Regions from separate parts of the Mus musculus genome. Here all the other regions are linked to region 1. A link is a contact called in public ChIA-PET and promoter capture Hi-C data. All regions are on one chromosome and are shown on one strand. Each heading gives the region's core, a stretch centred on a gene start, on an enhancer-like site or on the middle of the called end of the contact. The rest is flanking DNA. Distances are from core to core; before and after follow the strand shown. Region 1 has its middle 16 kb from the start of Adam24. Region 2 overlaps Slc7a2 (solute carrier family 7 (cationic amino acid transporter, y+ system), member 2). Region 3 holds the start of Slc7a2 (solute carrier family 7 (cationic amino acid transporter, y+ system), member 2).

Evidence for each region. Promoter capture Hi-C pulls out the DNA fragments that hold promoters and counts their contacts. ChIA-PET counts read pairs in DNA pulled down with a chosen protein or histone mark.
Region 2: a contact with region 1 is called in an H3K27ac ChIA-PET map of liver, with 14 times the contacts expected there. The contact joins two enhancer-like sites. A contact is called at or near these places in 8 of 484 Hi-C or Micro-C datasets (liver and nephron progenitors), 10 of 115 datasets of contacts at active chromatin or transcription factors (differentiating embryonic stem cells, embryonic stem cells, fibro-adipogenic progenitors and 3 more) and 1 of 9 other capture datasets (pancreatic islet).
Region 3: a promoter capture Hi-C map of liver shows a contact between it and region 1, with 10 times the contacts expected there. The contact joins the promoter of Slc7a2 here to the enhancer-like site in region 1. A contact is called at or near these places in 6 of 39 promoter capture datasets (cranial neural crest, embryonic stem cells, hippocampal neurons and 2 more), 11 of 484 Hi-C or Micro-C datasets (embryonic stem cells, liver, peritoneal macrophages and 1 more), 16 of 115 datasets of contacts at active chromatin or transcription factors (bone marrow-derived dendritic cells, bone marrow-derived macrophages, embryonic forebrain and 7 more) and 2 of 9 other capture datasets (embryonic stem cells and pancreatic islet).

Annotation. Positions count from the first base shown.
Region 1 is chr8:40,657,185-40,661,049 of GRCm38.p6, reverse strand. No RefSeq gene overlaps it. Among named protein-coding and RNA genes, the nearest start is that of Adam24, 16 kb to the left of the region's middle. Within about 2 kb of position 1,754, at least 8 of the 459 cell types and tissues checked have an H3K27ac peak or open chromatin away from gene starts, as enhancers often do. A contact at or near this core is called in hepatocytes and liver, where this site is marked.
Region 2 is chr8:40,883,823-40,887,687 of GRCm38.p6, reverse strand. The region is part of intron 1 of Slc7a2 (solute carrier family 7 (cationic amino acid transporter, y+ system), member 2); the gene reads right to left. Among named protein-coding and RNA genes, the nearest start is that of Slc7a2, 23 kb to the right of the region's middle. Within about 2 kb of position 1,652, at least 9 of the 459 cell types and tissues checked have an H3K27ac peak or open chromatin away from gene starts, as enhancers often do. A contact at or near this core is called in hepatocytes and liver, where this site is marked.
Region 3 is chr8:40,860,300-40,864,164 of GRCm38.p6, reverse strand. Slc7a2 (solute carrier family 7 (cationic amino acid transporter, y+ system), member 2) reads right to left here and starts at 1,798. Exons shown (of 12, transcript NM_007514.3): 1 at 1,608-1,798.

The sequences.
Region 1 (3,865 bases), core at 505-3,004:
TATTTTTAGACCATTCCCCTGACTCTGTCTCATGCGGCAGCCAGAGGACCACCCCAGCTTATACCCAATCCTGTTAGCTGTAGTTCCTTTCATTAGTGTGACTCTGTCGTGTGCTCACTCCTTTGCTCAGCTTTGAGGACTGACATCAAAAGCTGTAGGTGGTCCAGAACAGAAATTAGGAGAGCTAGGATATTAATTAGTACCTTAACAGTCCAACTGGAAAAACCGAAGCCCAGAGTTCTTCTGTCCCTTGGGTCCACCAAGTCCTAATATCTTTGTCCCTGGTGTCTATTTATAAAGAAGCACTGAACATCGTGGCTGTAACTGTTATCATTGGAGCCCTGCTACCCAGCTCCAACTGAACCTGGGATGTCTCTTTCTCATTTTTCATACTTTGGGGACTATTATTTCTCACATCCTGGTTTTACTGCAACTCAAAGTTTGTCTTCATTCTCTGTAAAAGTCTTTAAGGTCTCTAAACCCACAGGAATGTTTTGTCCTCTACGTACTACACAGATTTCCAGGTATTGATTCTTTGTAGCCTCTATCTCATCACAGGTTGGCCACTATCCACCTGGAGTGCCCTCAGGGCATACTGGCTTCTTTCTGTGGAGCAAACAAACACACTCTTGATCTCCGATGCTGATGAAGAGCCACGCGGGATGCGGAGGTTCGGACTTTGCAGAGCAGACTTGTTTTCATCTTTTTCTTTTTCTCTTTCTTTTTTTTAATTTACCCTTTTATTCAGGTCTCTCAGTTAGCTGTTGCTGGACTCTTCTTAGCCTAAAACATTTCACAAGGTAGACTCTGAGAACCTGCAGGAAAGAGACAGAGGAAAAAGTAGCAAAATTGAGATACATTACAAAACTTACCAAACTTCAGATTCTTCCATTGGGATTAAACTCTATTTTCTTTCGACTTTCTTGTGAGAATCCTTAATGTTAGGATTCTTCTTTGAGTTTATATCTGAAATCCCTCCAGCCCTTCACCCCCCAACCTCCTCACTATCCACCCCTGTTACCCTCCCCTTCCCGCCTTGATTTTTGCTTCCTCGAACAGGGAATGGCGAGACAGGTTTTTAAGTCCATCCACTACAACAAACATCAAGGGATGACTTTCTGTTCTTTTTTTTTTTGATTCCTTCTTCATAGGACTGGCTGATTGATGTCTCCGCTTATGGATCCACCTCTCCCGTAGAACATTTCACTCGCTAAAGGGATTAGATTTTTATTCTTATAATAAAAGTCAAAATAGCACAGTGGGAGTTTCTTCAATAATTTAAAATAGTTTTCAAGGTGCAAAAGAACCATAGTTTGGGGGTTCTCTGGTGAAGAGAGAAAAACCACCAATGAACCTAGAAAAATAATCGTGTTATCATTGGATAAGATCAGAGGATTGTTATTAGCTCCTAATAATTAGAAAATAATTATTATGACAAGAAAAGGCTGCACACCATTGAATGTTACCGACAAGATGTACAATCTTCCATAACACAAAATAAAAGTTTTATCTTGTAAAAGCAATGTCCTTTCCACTAGAATCTTCCCCCAGAAAACTAGGTGGTTAGCCATGCTGGCTTTCCACACATCTCAATTGGAATTGAATAATCACTGTTGACTTAAAGTGTCAAACAACTTGTGACACAGGTATCCCGAAAAGCTTTGTCACTTGACGCACTTTCAGTTGGCCTTGGCTGTGGAGATCAATGAAGGAAAACAAACTCTAAAGTGACTGTTCACTTGGAACAGAGTCACCTGACCGTCAACAGGCAAGGTTATACACACAGTAAAGGTGATCAGCTCCCTCAACGGTAGTAACGTCAGTGTAGGGGGAATTCCGTGGAGGGAGAGGACATTTAGGCTGCAGTGTGTCACCATCGTCAGAGAAAGGGGATTGACTTACACAGTTTGTCAGGTGCCATCCTGCTTCATAGCACAGTTTGCATCCCATGTGTCTTGCCTCACTTGGTATTTCTGCTTACCCAGAAAACTCATCATGAAAAGAAAGCTTACCTCTTAATCACAGCCTAAGGGGGTGCCCCCTTCTAACCCAGACGCCACGGGAAACATTGCAGTGTTGCCTGGCATTGCAACCCTTTGGGTTAAGGAAAAGGAGCACTAGGAAGCTGTGAACCCAGGCAATCTGGAGAGGGAACCCGGCTCTTGGTACTCATGTTATGCCTTGGGCTGCATCTTGAAGAGAAAGTGAATCCAGGGCTCTAACATTGTCTTTATAAACTAACATACAGGAGGCGAAAGAAAGCTTTGGGAAGTTACCCTGGTTGGTTTACAGAGAAAGGTGGGGATCAATGAGAATGTTTTAGAGCATTTTCCCAGTGTGGGTGGTAGGATTGTTTTTGTTTTGTTTTGCATCTTAAGTGTTAGGGCATCTCAAATCTTGGAGGATGGAGAGAATAATATAATGGTGCATCCATGTGTCATGTGTTCTGGCTCAGATAGGACTCAAAGTTTGTAATAGACTCACAAATGCCTGGAACGCACCAAACTGATCAGATGAGGTCGCAGAAAAGGGTCTCCACAGACTGTAGAGATGACTCAGTGGTTAAGAGCACATGCTGCTCTTGGGGAAGACCCAAGTTTAGTTCCTAGCACCTATGTTGAGCAACTCACAACCCCCTATCACTCTGGCACCAGGGAATCTAAGACCATCTTCTGTCCTCCATGGATAATGTAGTTAAGTGAATATATACACAGTTAAACATAAAAACAAAAAGATCTGAGATTTTTCAGTTACTTTCTGCTAATCCAAAGAGATATATATTCATAGATATGTATATGCATATATATACGTGTGTATGTGTGTGTGTGTGTGTGTGTGTGTGTGTCTTCTCCTGGCATGTCTAGGCTTCAACATACATATGAAATAGCATGGGTCGGAATGTCTCAGATGTGCCATGAAAAAGCATGCTTTTTGTATTATTATTACTGTACTATTTTATATGTATGAGTGTTTTGCCTGCATGTATGTCTGTGCATCATGTATGTGCCTACTACCCACAAAGGCCAGAAGAGAGTGTCAGATTCTTGGACATCTGTGGGACAGACTCCCAAGTGGGTGCTGAGAATTGAAACCAGGTCCTTTGGAAGAGCAGCTAGTGCTCTTAACTGCTAAGTTATCTCTCCAGGCCAGCCTTTAGTATTCTCAAATAATTCTTTCCATAGCCTTCAAGTAGTTATTAAGATCTTTTTGTCAATTTCCTTAGCATGAAATTTTAATCAAGTTTTCTGAGTTTTCTTATCTGTGTTCTAATAAATGTGATCATCTAAATTTAAATATGTGTATGTACATTGTGGGGTTGGTAGTATAGTTCATTGTAGAGCAAATGATATTAGGCTCTGAAGACACTCTTCTCCACGCCCCCCAAAATAAACAAGTGAAAATCCCCAAACTAAAATAAAACCATTTTTAGAAGAAATAATAAAACAGACCAAAAGAATTTCTGATGTGTCTTCAGATATAGATATTCAAACGTTGTATTCCTTTTATGTTTCTTGGGGGTAAGAACAGTAACACTCTACATGGGAAGATAGGTCTTACCTCTATAGGAAATAAGAAAACAAAAACTAAAAGACATTCTTATATATGTCTAGAGTTTGAAAGCATTCTTTGAACTAGAGGAGGGAACAGATATTTAAAAAATTAAGTCTTTTGTGCTCTTTTCCAGGGAACAACTATTTACTATAATAAAGAATTGCATATATTAATACTTAAACTTTACAAGGAAGACTTGAAACTTACAGCACAAGTTTCAATACAGCACCTCTTAGTCCTGAAGATTTTCCTGTTTGCTACATTTAGTTTTGCTTTCATGAATGCTTGTGATTTGCTCCTACCAAGTTTTATG
Region 2 (3,865 bases), core at 403-2,902, 230 kb before region 1:
CTATTTTTGCTTGTTCTTGTTGTATGGATTTCATTGTATGTGGACAGTGTGGTGTTTAAGTGCACTTCTTCATGCGGGAATGGTCACTTTGATTATTATGGTCAATTAAGCTAACAGACCCACCAAATCAGTTGCCCCTTTAAAAAAGAAGCCTTTTACAATTGTTTTCCTCCAAACCAAAAATATCCACAATGAAAAATATCCCTCTTCTAGTGATGTAGATGAACATCCTAGCACATGTAAGACGTGAGCAGAGGCACACCTCACCTTATAGAGTCAAGGCAAGCCTGATGCTGAAAGGCTATTTTAAAGTCACACAATATAAAGAAAACATGGAACAATATTCCACATTTATCCTTATCTACACACAGGGACAGAGTTGACTCTGTGTTACCCTTGACTGTTGTCCCAATCAATACTTTTTGGTAATTTCTTCACTTCTGAATGGCAAAAGGGGACAGTGGGGGGACAGACTGTTTTATTTTGTTCTGATCTTTTACAGAGGTAACAATAACAAAGCTCGTCATCCAGGGGCCAGTCATGGGAAACTAAACATTTTAAAAGCTGGCAATTCTATTAGTGTGTGCGCTCATTTGGTCTAATAAGTGACCAAAACAGCTCCTAAAAGCAGCGCCCAATGTAGACACAGCTCGGGGTTGTAGATGAGATAGATTTTCAATGCTGATATCTGCTTTTCTGACTGGCCAGATGAAGGCAACACTGTTCTTATCAGGCTTCTGTAAAGATCCCATGAGACACATATGTTAAGTGCCCACTACAGACCAGGCACTCCATGGTTGGTGGGTGGTTGGGAGAAAGGGGCTATTATTTATTTACTTCTGTAACATACACCAAAGATAGATGTTTGGAAATTTTGATCTTGGAACACCAACAATACTCCATTTATATGAACTTCCTACTTTTATTTAGAAAGAGTGTAGTTATGTAGAAAATAGGATCTCTGATAGAACAGAGAGAGAGAGAGAGAGAGAGAGAGAGAGAGAGAGAGAGAGAGAGCGCTGATAACCCTTAAAGGAGAAAATTAAGGCCCAGGATTTCCCACTAACCCTCCACTACCATCCCTCTCCCCTCTCCATTGACAGCCGCCGATGAGATAGATGACAGCTGATGAGATATTTCGAGAGCCATTCTTCCAAGCTGACCTCTTTCTGGGGAGTTCTAAGGAACGCCCAAAGGTATTGCAGGGGACTTGGAGAGAGAGCATAGGACACACTCTGCTTCCCTCTGCCTCACCGTCATTTAATGGACATTAGCATCCCCACTGGACAAGGTAGTTTAGTACTAGCAAAGTCTCTGACGCACTTGACACCAGAAGAGTCTCACATCTGAGAAATTTGAGGTTGCTGGGATATTTGCCGACTTTTACTCCTTCAGCATGAACACCTGAGATCTAAAAAAGTTGAGCTCAGTATATTTCAGATTGAGAGAATTTGGGATTTCAGAGTTTGGGATTTGGGATGGTCAACATGTATTTCAAGTATCAAGAGACGTGAGAGCTCAGAGGCTGTATCTTACAAACGTTTGCCATAGTTGAATAACACAGGTGTCAGACCGCCTTTCCCGTATCACAAGCGCATGCATGATGTGTACGCAGAGTATTGATGCCTGGCAACTAAGCAGGGTTTCCAGAGCCAGGGTGGGCTGGCTCCTCAGGAGACTGATTACAAACATCAGCTGAATTCTGAGCCAATGGAAGAGCAGTTTAGTGGCGTTCAGCAAAAGGCAATGAATGGAAGGTCCACAAGGAGGGGAGGGAACAGAGGAAAAAAGGAGAAAAGGAAGGAAGAGGGAGGGAGGCAGAGGGAGAGAGAAAATGAATATAAATGAGGCAAAAGCAGAAAGGTAGAAGTGCAGCTAATAAGGAGTCAGGCATCTGTCAAAGTGCAAGACCAGAGGGCAGAAACCGGAATGTTGGTCCCCAGCATGAGAACAGGGCCCGAGTGGCCAAGGTCAGAGGCACTTTTGTGTACCTAATAAAAAAGGACTCATAGTCTGTATTCTGCATGAATGCAAATCCTTTTGGGAGGAAAGCCTGCCCAGTTTAAGGCTTCAGCATTCCCACACACTCAGTTAAGTGAGTCATGGGCTTACAACCAAAATCTTCCAAGCACAAAACCAAACAACAACATATAAAAGTGACTATGTGGCCCTTCTAAAACCTCAGATAGTGGGAAATCACAGTTGAGCATGAAAACGCAAACGTTCAAACTACTGCTTAAAAATATGAATCAAAGCAGAAAAGTAATCAGGTAGATTAAATGATAATAATTAAAAAAGATCCAAACGGGCCTCTTGAAAAAATATAATCAGAGAAATTAAAAACTCAGTGAGTGGGTTAAGGGGAATATTACATTCAGAGAAAGATTCTCTGGACATAAGCAGAAGAAGAATAATATCTGAGTCTAGAGATCGCCTGAGTCCAGGTGGCGTCCAGTCGTTACCACCTGGACAGTGTATGGTAAACTGCAGCTCTCAACATTAAAAGAAATGGGACTCAGCACAAATAAATTCACACAGGTGGAGGGGAGAAATGGAACAGCAAATAGACACCCACTAATGCAACGACCAAACATGTAAGAAACGCAACACACCAAAGTGACTGGTTAAGGCACAGACACCTGAAAGTACCAAAAATCTACTGAATATTACTAAAAAAATTTCCCATTAACAACAGTGATTATGCTCTGGATTTTTAATTCTCTAATTGTATGTATCATTACTGATTCATCACATCAAAAAGTATGAAAATTTTGGAGGTAGGTGGAAAAGGATCAGTCAATGTTATAACCATATACATGAAGGCAAAACAACCAGGCACGTGACAATAATACCCAGAAAAAAGAAAAAAATAATTAAAATAACAGTCGCTTATGAGATATAGTAAATTCTAAGGCTAAAAGACTCATTATAGAATAGAATAAATTCAACATACTAGGGATAAATTATTCTTAAAATATATACATATGGTCATTTTGTGACTATAACAAAATACTTGAAGCTGGGTACTTCCCACATGAAGGTATTAATTCAATTAACAGGAGATTCAGGAGCATTGTCTTAGCTTCATCATGAATGGCATCATGTGGGGAACAAGAGGAAAGACCACATGGAAAAATACGCCATGATACAGGGAGAGGCCATGTTCACACTCTTAATATCAACGTTCTTGTGAGAACTAACTTAGAACTGACAAGGACTACTTCAATCCCTTCAGAGGGTCAAGACTCCGATGACCTAACCAACCCAGCCTGGCACTCTTGCGCACACTCAACTCCTTTTCTACAATGGATAAGGCTTGTCTAGCCTCAGGGGTCAGACTCCTCACTGAATTTAAATCTGGATCTCCTTTCTTTTTCTTTTTTCTTTTTAAGCCCTTCTCTTCTTTTGACACACTTTCTTGTTGCTCTGTAAGGATTTTCTGATTTGTCTTGACTGCCTCTACACACAGTTTCAAACAGTAACAGAGTCCATATATCAGAACAAACAAGACCAAAACTATCAGACCTACCCACAAAGGGTCAATGGGAGAAAAAAGCATAACTACACAGTGAGGATCTATTGATCACTACACTGAGGTTATCATAGTTCCTTAACTTGTCCCAAAACCGTGAACCTTAACTTGTCCCAAAGCCGGGAACCTTTCGTTACCTTGTGCCTGCTTCCTGGCAACTTTATGCTTGCCTCTATTTTATCCGAGGTCCTTCCCAAACTCCTGGGTTACTTTGTGCCTACTTCCTGGCAACTTTATGCTCACCTCTATTTTATCCGAGGTCCTTCCCAAACTCCTGGGGTGGCAAGTTTCACTCACCGTGAACTTACCCTGCCGGCAACCACTGACTGCTGA
Region 3 (3,865 bases), core at 549-3,048, 200 kb before region 1:
CACCAGCTTTAAAACTGCAGACACGTGTTCAAGTGAGCCAGAGACATGGAAACGCAGGATGAAAAACTCCACAAGTCCTCAGAGTTTTTAAATGTCCAAAGCTCCCAGACTGTCCTTCTAGCTGCCATTCCTCTTTCCTGACTCTTAACTCTAAACCCAGTGAGAAAACCTGGAGACCGGAATCAAAAGAGCTTGGCTGACAAGGTGAAGGTCAGGGTTCTGCAAACTGAATCTCTGCAGATACCAAGAAGCTCTAATCTGATCTTCAGTCAGGACACAGCCCCAAAGATTAAGATGCCTTAATGTAAATGACACTCACAGGGGGAAGACCATGAGGAGCAAAGGAGCAAACATGTAAGGTTGCCTCGGGATTCGCTCCTGGATGGTTGCCAAGCTGCAACATTTTAGTATAAGGAACGGGAAAATGTTCCTTTGAGAGGATGTATCATTTCTTTATTCTATTTTGGTGTGATTAGAAGAAAAGAAAGATCTAAGCGCACAAAAAGTATATATATAAATAAAATAGAACGTTCTCCAACAGTACAGCTCCTAGCCAGAGACAACAAAGTATTGCTCTTTACCAAGAATACAAATATTAATATGGAGGCAGAAAAGAAAAACACATTTCAAAAGCATGCCTCAGGCAAGAACGAAGTTTCAGGGCAGACACACTTAACTACACAGCCCAAGTCGTAGAGTCTGCTCCATTCTAGCGAAGAACGGACCCACATGGATCTAATACTGTAGTCCCAAGGAAGTCATTACCTAAATGGCGTTGAAGACAGTTTTTCATAGTTTAAAGTTTGTATTGGATTAACTCTACTTCTGGCATCTAGGCAGTTTTTAGTTTGAGAGTCATCTATGACTTTTATAGCACCTATTTCTTTGAAATAATTATAGGATTACCTTACACTGCACATATGGGACAACTGAAGGCGGTGCAGACTAGTCGAATCCACTATCTGAAACGAAGGTTTTAAGGTACTCAAGGCTGAAGACTTCGTGAAACGGTATTAAAAGGCACACAGAACAACTCAAGTGCTTAGTACTGCACTTATTTACTTTAAAACACCCATAGAGACTCCCCCAGGGGAGGTCATTTTACCTGACTTACCCAATCCACAGCAAGATGGGAAAAGGCTTCGTGGCGATCCAAGTCTTGTTCCAAATTTAAACCAAGAACCCCAAGGGAGTGAAAGACGACTTGGGGGACCACTCCTCCTGCAGGGTGTGGAGGCGGGCTACCCTTCCAGAGAGAGATACCCAGGGTCTCCCAGAACTCTAGTGACTAGGAACACTCGGGGAGTCCCAGTCCCTATGTCCAAGTTCTGCGACCCGCGTGGCCGTTGCGGGATCTGCACGCCTCGAGTGAGAGTCAGCCAGCGGCACCGGGGACCGACAAGAGGAGGAGGGTAGTAGCCCCGGGTGCAGGCCGGAGACCCAGGGTCCTGAGCGGCAGTCCCCGTCCCCAGTGCCCCCGACGCTCCGCTCAGCAGTCGCTGGAGCGAGGCCTCCGGGCAGCTGCAAGCAGCTGGACGCGGCCTGAACGCCCGCGCTCCACCGCTCGCTTCCCTTCGGGGGGCCCCCGCGCTCTACCCGCAACTTACTGGGGCAGTGCCCTGGCCGCGCGACGGGGACGGGAACAGGCACGGGCGAGCGAGAGGCTGCAGCGCTCTGCGGATTCCAAGCTCGCGAAGGTTGGACGAGCAGCAGCAGCAGCCTTTCCAGGTCCGCGCAGACAGAAGCTCCCGCCGCCGAGCTTGCAGAAGGCGGGCTGGGCACGTGGGCACCCCTCTGAGTAGAGGCGGAGGGGCGGGGCGGAGTGGGGCGGGGCAGCGAGGGGCGGGGGCCGTCCCGCCCCTCCCTCGTGCTCGCGACCCTCGCCTGGAGCGTTTGTCACGGCTCGGCGGGCGGGCGCGCAGAGACTCCAGGAAGGCGGTGTCTAACTCCAAGCTTCTGAAAGGTCAGGGTCAGGATCAGGGCGCGCGCGCACGTGGATTACACGCTTGCCCGCTGGGGTGGGTGGGCGTGGGTCGGAGACGCAGGGTTTGGCAGAGGGGAAATGCCCCTTTTCCTTGGCAGAACCCAATCTGGGGGTGGGGTGGGGGACATTTCTGAGGTTTCTTCTAAGCAGGATTCTTTTCCTCTTCTTCCCTCTCTCCCTCCCTCCCTCTTTCTCTCCCTCTCTCATTGAGAATTGGGAACATAAAAATAGTAGTATATGATCATAATAAACTAGAAGCCCAGATAGATGAGCTTTGTTAAAAAGTATCACGTTCTGTAATGAAATCAAAACTTGAAGATTCCAGACTCGTGAATAGGCAGGTCATAGTCATGGTTATTTGGAAGTGGGTTTTTAAAGAAACGGATACTTGGTATTTCATAGCCAGCAAAAACAGAAGTTACACAATCGAGGTTTTTCATTCTGTGCTATTTGCTTTAGAAGTCTCTGATAAGATTAAAGTCACAATGTGAAACTCTTGATTTTAACACAAAAATGAATCGGAGCCCTGGCACAGAATTGAATATCATTGTATGTTATTGTGGCTTGGTAGGAAGGGCTATCTTTTCTGGCTTCATATTGTGGTAAAAGGGCCTTTTATTCAATCCTACTAGTAAGACTAGCCAAGTGCTCATTCATGTGACGCAGTACCTAGGTTTAATGAGATCCTCTGATCGTTCTTCTTTAAAGTAGGACTTTCTAAGGAATTTTGCTGAATAACAAGGGGCTTGCTCCAGAAATGGCACATGTACACAATATCTGTTGCCATCTTCAGAGGTTGCGTATCCAGTGAAGTTGTCCATTGTTCTCCGGGATGAGTCCAGGTCTATAGAGCATAGCTACTGTGAGGGAACTGATAGAATACATGTAGTAATCAATTAAGACCATCAGCATTCACCTCTTACATTTTATCATGATTTCTCTATGCTAACTCCTTTTTTTTTTTGGTTCTTTTTTTTTTCTTTCCATTTTTTATTAGGTATTTAGCTCATTTACATTTCCAATGCTATACCAAAAGTCCCCCATACCCACCCACCCCCACTCCCCTACCCGCCCACTCCCCCTTTTTGGCCCTGGCGTTCCCCTGTTCTGGGGCATATAAAGTTTGTGTGTCCAATGGGCCTCTCTTTCCAGTGATGGCCGACTAGGCCATCTTTTGATACATATGCAGCAAGAGTCAAGAGCTCCGGGGTACTGGTTAGTTCATAATGTTGATCCACCTATAGGGTTGCAGATCCCTTTAGCTCCTTGGGTACTTTCTCTACCTCCTCCATTGGGAGCCCTGTGATCCATCCATTAGCTGACTGTGGGCATCCACTTCTGTGTTTGCTAGGCCCCGGCATAGTCTCACAAGAGACAGCTACATCTGGGTCCTTTCGATAAAATCTTGCTAGTGTATGCAATGGTGTCAGCGTTTGGATGCTGATTATGGGGTGGATCCCTGGATAAGGCAGTCTCTACATGGTCCATCCTTTCATCTCAGCTCCAAACTTTGTCTCTGTAACTCCTTCCAAGGGTGTTTTGTTCCCACTTCTAAGGAGGGGCATAGTGTCCACACTTCAGTCTTCATTTTTCTTGAGATTCATGTGTTTAGGAAATTGTATCTTATATCTTGGGTATCCTAGGTTTTGGGCTAATATCCACTTATCAGTGAGTACATATTGTGTGAGTTCCTTTGTGAATGTGTTACCTCACTCAGGATGATGCCCTCCAGGTCCATCCATTTGGCTAGGAATTTCATAAATTCATTCTTTTTAATAGCTGAGTAGTACTCCATTGTGTAGATGTACCACATTTTCTGTATCCATTCCTCTGTTGAGGGGCATCTGGGTTCTTTCCAGCTTCTGGCTATTATAAATAAGG